Regions from separate parts of the Mus musculus genome. Here region 1 is linked to region 2. Evidence: chromatin contacts called from public promoter capture Hi-C data. All regions are on one chromosome and are shown on one strand. The core of a region is the stretch at or near the end of the contact, and the rest is flanking DNA. Distances in the headings are between cores, read along the strand shown.

Evidence for each region. Capture Hi-C pulls out chosen DNA fragments and counts their contacts.
Region 1: a promoter capture Hi-C map of pancreatic islet shows a contact between it and region 2. The contact joins two enhancer-like sites. A contact is called at or near these places in 1 of 15 datasets of contacts at CTCF or cohesin (the NIH/3T3 cell line), 1 of 484 Hi-C or Micro-C datasets (nephron progenitors), 1 of 115 datasets of contacts at active chromatin or transcription factors (embryonic stem cells) and 3 of 9 other capture datasets (adipose tissue, liver and pancreatic islet).

The regions. Positions count from the first base shown.
Region 1 is chr10:59,243,041-59,245,740 of GRCm38.p6, forward strand. No RefSeq gene overlaps it. Among named protein-coding and RNA genes, the nearest start is that of Gm36257, 5.9 kb to the right of the region's middle. Within about 2 kb of position 1,276, at least 5 of the 459 cell types and tissues checked have an H3K27ac peak or open chromatin away from gene starts, as enhancers often do. A contact at or near this core is called in pancreatic islet, where this site is marked.
Region 2 is chr10:59,177,831-59,180,779 of GRCm38.p6, forward strand. It overlaps Septin10 (septin 10), which reads right to left. Exons shown (of 10, transcript NM_001024911.3): 6 at 931-1,027. Among named protein-coding and RNA genes, the nearest start is that of Gm23223, 16 kb to the right of the region's middle. Within about 2 kb of position 1,536, at least 1 of the 459 cell types and tissues checked has an H3K27ac peak or open chromatin away from gene starts, as enhancers often do. A contact at or near this core is called in pancreatic islet, where this site is marked.

The DNA.
Region 1 (2,700 bases), core at 26-2,525, 65 kb after region 2:
GGCAGACACCTTCCGTCCCTTTCAGGAACACCCGCTGAGTCTCCAGGGTTTAAACCTAGCTCAACCAGAAAACATGCTGCCTTTCATGGTCCCACACACTCAGAAAGCAGAGGCAGGCAAATCTCTGTGAGTTTGAGGCCAGCCTGGTTTACAGAATGAGTTCCAGGATAGCCAAGGCTACACAGAGAAACCCTATTTTGAATCAAGAAGAAGAAGAAGAAGAAGAAGAAGAAGAAGAAGAAGAAGAAGAAGAAGAAGAAGAAGAAGAAGAAGAAGAAGAGGAGGAGGAGGAGGAGGAGGAGGAGGAGGAGGAGGAGGAGGAGGAGGAGGAGGAGGAGGAGGAGGAGGAGGAGGAGGAGGAGGAGGAGCAGGAGCAGGAGCAGGAGCAGGAGGAGCAGGAGGAGCAGGAGCAGGAGGAGCAGGAGGAGCAGGAGGAGCAGGAGGAAGAGGAAGAGGAAGAGGAGGAAGAGGAAGAAAGAGGAGGAAGAGGAAGGGGAAGAGGAGAAAGAGGAGGAAGAGGAAGGGGAAGAGGAAGAGGAGAAAGGGGATGAAGGGGAAGAGGAAGAGGAAGAGGGCTTGGGATGTAGTTTAGTTTGTAGAATGCTTGTCTTGCATACCCGAATCCCTGGATTTAAACCTGCATGAACACTGTGGCATCAGTACTACCAAACAAGTACATACTAGCTTCATTGTCTTGTCCTTCCCTCTTCATGTGCCTCATGTCACCTGGTCAACACCAGTGTGCCCACAAAGTAGCTCAGACCCTCTAGCGCTGTCTCTGAGGAGCACATTCACCTCTGGTGCGGAGAGTGGTATATACCAGTACCTTCTGTGGCTTTTCGACTGTGTCCAGTCACAACACGTTGTCTTCCAAAGTTCCTTACGTCATGGGATTTTAAGGATGATCTGATGATTCAGGTAACATGAAAAAAAAAAGTTCTGAGGGATGAGAATCTTGTGAAGGAAGGGGACAATAAAATCCCAGTGTTCTTCCTTAGGGCTATCTACACCCTGCAAGAAAACAACCCTGAATTTGATGGCGTGCCACTACCTGGGCAATGGGTGGTATTAGGTAGTGTCTTTAGAGCCTAGAGGACATTTCAGAACTACATACTTCTTGTGGCTACACCAGGAGAGCTCTTCCCCCTGTCTAGCTCTTGGCAGTTCACTCAGGAACACCTGCTGGGTCAGCTTAGTGCCTATTTCTGCAGGAGTCTCTGCCCTCATACGCATCTGTGCTCTGTGAAGATTCTGGGATAAGCCCCTCCTTCCTCTGCAGGCACGAGCAAGCTACCACAGCTCTTTCCTCAGTAGTGAGGCTCCTGCAGGGCCCTGCTGGGCAGTCTGCTATGTGCAAAAGTCAGCTGCAGTTTAAAGTGAATCTAAGATTATTTCTTCTTCCTCGGTGTTGTATTGGCATCTTCCCTTTCGGATTGATGTTTTACAGAAATCTGGTACCTCCACGGCTGAGTCTGGAAGGTAGCTAAGGGACAGGAGGTAAGCTTTTAGAAAAACTGACACAGAGGGCGAGGGCAGCAGAGAGAGAGTTCGTGGACAAGCTGCAGGCATGTTGGGGTTGAGTCAGTTGAACAATTCATAAGCCTCTGAAAAGAAGCCTGTAGCTTGTATTCTAATATGCACTTCCAACCCTGTTGGACAAAACACGGCAGAACTGGCATTTAAACTAGGTGAGGTCATCTTGCAATCAGTGTGCAGGACCAACAGGTATAGAGAAGCAAAACTGTCTTCACGAAACAGTTCCTGGAGAAGTTTTAACTGGCTGTCATGTATGTGCAGTGTCTGCTTCTTAGCAATGACAAATGCAGTGATGATTAAGACTTGGTAAAATTTCTTTCTCTTTCTACCTATCTATCTGTCATGTGTCTGTGTGTCTGTCTATAATCTAACAATCTACCTATAATATGTTGATCTATCTATCTATCTATCTATCTATCTATCTATCTATCTATCTATCATCTATTTATCTATCATCTATCTACCTAGATAAATAGATATTTATCTACTTATCATCTATCTATCTATCTATCTATCTATCTATCTATCTATCTATCATCTATTTATCTATCATCTATCTACCTAGATAAATAGATATTTATCTACTTATCATCTATCTATCTATCTATCTATCTATCTATCTATCTATCTATCTATAATCTATCCATCTACCTATCATCTATCAACCTATCTACCTACCTATCAATCTACCTATCTATCACTGTGTGTGTATCTTATTGTTTCCTGTTAAAATTTTTTCAGCCTGGCAGTGGTGGCACACACCTTTAATCCCAGCACTTGGGAGGCAGAGGCAGGAGGATTTCTGAGTTCGAGGCCAGCCTGGTCTACAGAATGAGTTCCAGGACAGCAGGACATCCAGGGCTACACAGAGAAACCCTGTCTTGAAAAACAAAACAAAACAAAACAAAACAAAAACAAACAAACAAGAAAATTTTTTTCAGACAAAACATTTTTATCATTCTCCCTCCCACAACTCCTCCTAGATCCTACCCTCCCAGCTTTATGGTTTTTCTCTCTCCTCTCTTTCTCTAAAAAAATTAAAAATAATAATAAAAAAATTAAGAAAGAAACAAAAGCAACAACAAGAAACTAAACAACCCTTCAAAAATCAAAACAAACAGGCAAAAGACCAATAAGACCAAAAAATAAGGAGGCTGGTGAGAT
Region 2 (2,949 bases), core at 286-2,785:
TGTGTGTATGTATGTATATATGTGTATATGTATGTGTGTATATATGTATATATGTATGTGTGTATATGTTTATATATGAGTATGTATATATGTGTATGTATGTATGTGTGTATGTATCTATGTATGTATGTGTGTGTGTATGTATGTATGTATGTATGTATGTATGTATGTATCTGAGTCAAACTTCACTGTGTTGTACAGATTGGCATCAAGCTTAAAATCTTCTGGATTTAGCCTAGGACTAGAGGCATACCATACCCAGTTTATTTTATATTTTAACTAAAAGTTTTCTCAATATTTTACATTCATTTAAAAATATTATCAGCTGGGCATGGAGGTATATATGCATATAATCCCAGTACTCAGAGACAGAGTTCATAATTTCCAGGCCAGCTAGGCTACAAAAGCAAGACCACTTCATGTTTAACTGTTTATTCCCTGTTCAGGACTTCATACATGCGCTAAACACACGTTACCACTCCACCCTGCCCACCCACTCCACCTTCTTTTTTTTAACTTTTGAGACAGGATATTACTATATCATCCAAGTTGGCCCTGATGTTTATCATGTTTAACCACTACTTTATAGATTCCAATTCTAATCAAGGACTAGGGATGGAGATGCACAGAGCATGTTCTAGCATGCTCAAGCACACTGGGTGGATCTCCAGCAGCAAAGAAGCAGCCACCTTCTGATCTAAGTCCATGACTACGCATCTCACCCTCTGAAGGTAACCAGCAGAGGAGACATGGTATGACACAGGGAGATGGGAAAGGTCTGTCCACAGACTTTGGACAAAGCAGTATACAGCCAATTCCTCTGTTTACTAACTACAATCTAAATAATTTTCACCTCAAACAATTGCTCTAATTCAATTTTGAGGTTATCAGGAGACACATTTATTTTCTGTCATAATTTATCTTACTAACCTTGTACGATACCCCAAGGATACTGACGACCCTTCACCATCTTATTTCCAACTTTTATCTCATCCATACTTCCAACAACAGCAAATGGCAAATGGCCCTGGAAAAGAACCAAACATCAATCTCATCTTTTTATATCAGTGGTGAAAATAATAGAGAATAATTAAAGAGCAATTCTCCTAAGCTTGGGATATGTACTAAGTATTCTACAAGAGTCGCTTTTGGACACTACATAGAAAAGTATATACTGGGTATCTCTCACATACAAGTCATGGTTATTATTTAGAATTAAAAGAAGAAAGAAAAGGAGAAGCAGAATAATTTTGATACATGTGACACTGTCATGAACGTTTTCCTTTAAACAAGCAAAGATGTTTTAGAAACCATACACATTACATAGTATATAAAATAGTACAGGATCTGCATTTAGAATATCACATATACTATTAATATAAAATGATGCACAAAGTTTAGAAACACTGCTAGTGTAGTAATGTTATAGAAGTGGAGAGGAACAAGAGATGACTGAGCGGGAGGCACAGTGCAAGCTGGGCTAGGATCTGGGAGTGAGATCCAACAGAGGAGGAGGAACTAGCATAGGGAGAGACTCCGTAACACGCAGCAGCTCAGCTGAGAGTGCATAAATCTGTCTAATGTCGAGGCCTGAAACCCAGGAGAAAATTAATGTCAAAACAAATAATGTTTAATAGTTAGCAACTGAATGAGGGCTTCTTAACTGTCTTCTGACAAATTACTAATGAGCATGTGAATAAGATTAAATACAAAGACAACGTAACACAGGAAATCATGATCACCTTATTTACATTATCAGGATTTAAGACATTCAGTTTAGGGTTTCATAGTTTCATGGTTGTGATGGCTAATCTTCACATCAACATGACTACACTGAGAATAAGCATAGATTTAGAAGCACCTGAGTGTCTCTCAGAAAGGTTAAACTGAGCAGAGAGGATCCACCCTGAAGCTAGATGGGCAGCACCTTCCATGGGCCAAGAACCCATACATGAAGGACAGGCCAGACTGGGCCTCTGCGTCCATCTGTTTCCTGATAGCAGACACACTGTCAACAGCTGCTACGCACGCCTGCTGCTGGACTGAAACCACAGCCAAAATCAACTTCACTTGCTTTTATCAGAATTTCTGACATAGGAAAGTATGTAGTGCAGTGGCATATGATAAATCACAAAGGATAAGGAAGAAGAATGAACAGTTATGGGATGTTGTTGCTAGGTGCTAGGTACCATAACTAAGGGTACATCACTTAATCCTCACCTAAGTCAGCCCTTAGGTCGACTATTAGCCAAACTCTGCAGACAAATTAATAGGCTCCAGGAGGTAACTGTCATATACAGCATGAGCCTCAAACCTACAACCCTTCAAAATACAACAAAGCATTTAAAAAATGTGAAACTTTGAAAAAAATAACTTAGTCACCTTAGATACATTAAATTAAGCAAACATTTCATTTGTACAGGTGACACTATAAGGTGCAATGAGAGTCAACATCAGCTTCAAGAGTTCTTAAAAAGTCAAAATTCTAAAGTATTCCAAGGGAGGCTGCACAGTCCTTTCATGTTTTACAACCGGACAGGAAGGAACCTTTTCTAAGGCAGTGAAATATGCTTACAAACGACTGACTCAATTCAGGGAGAGCAAGAGAAAGCAAAGACAAAAGTACTCAGTATCTATTGTCAACAACAACAATTGAAAGTTTATTCTGCTGAACTTTTTGACATTTCACCTTATTTGAAGTCTTTCTAGAAAATACACCTCACTGGTCTCTCTTTATGCATGGGTGGTACATTCCAATAACCCAGTAGATGCCTAAAAGTATGACCTGTGCACAGCCCCGAAGATAGAATGCTTTTCCCATTCAGCACACCTATAAATGCTCATAAACTAGTACCATAAGAGATCAATAACTAATCATCAAATGGAACAAAAACACTAAAAACACATGACTGTGCTTTTCAAAGCACTACTGTACCAGAATCCCCATTC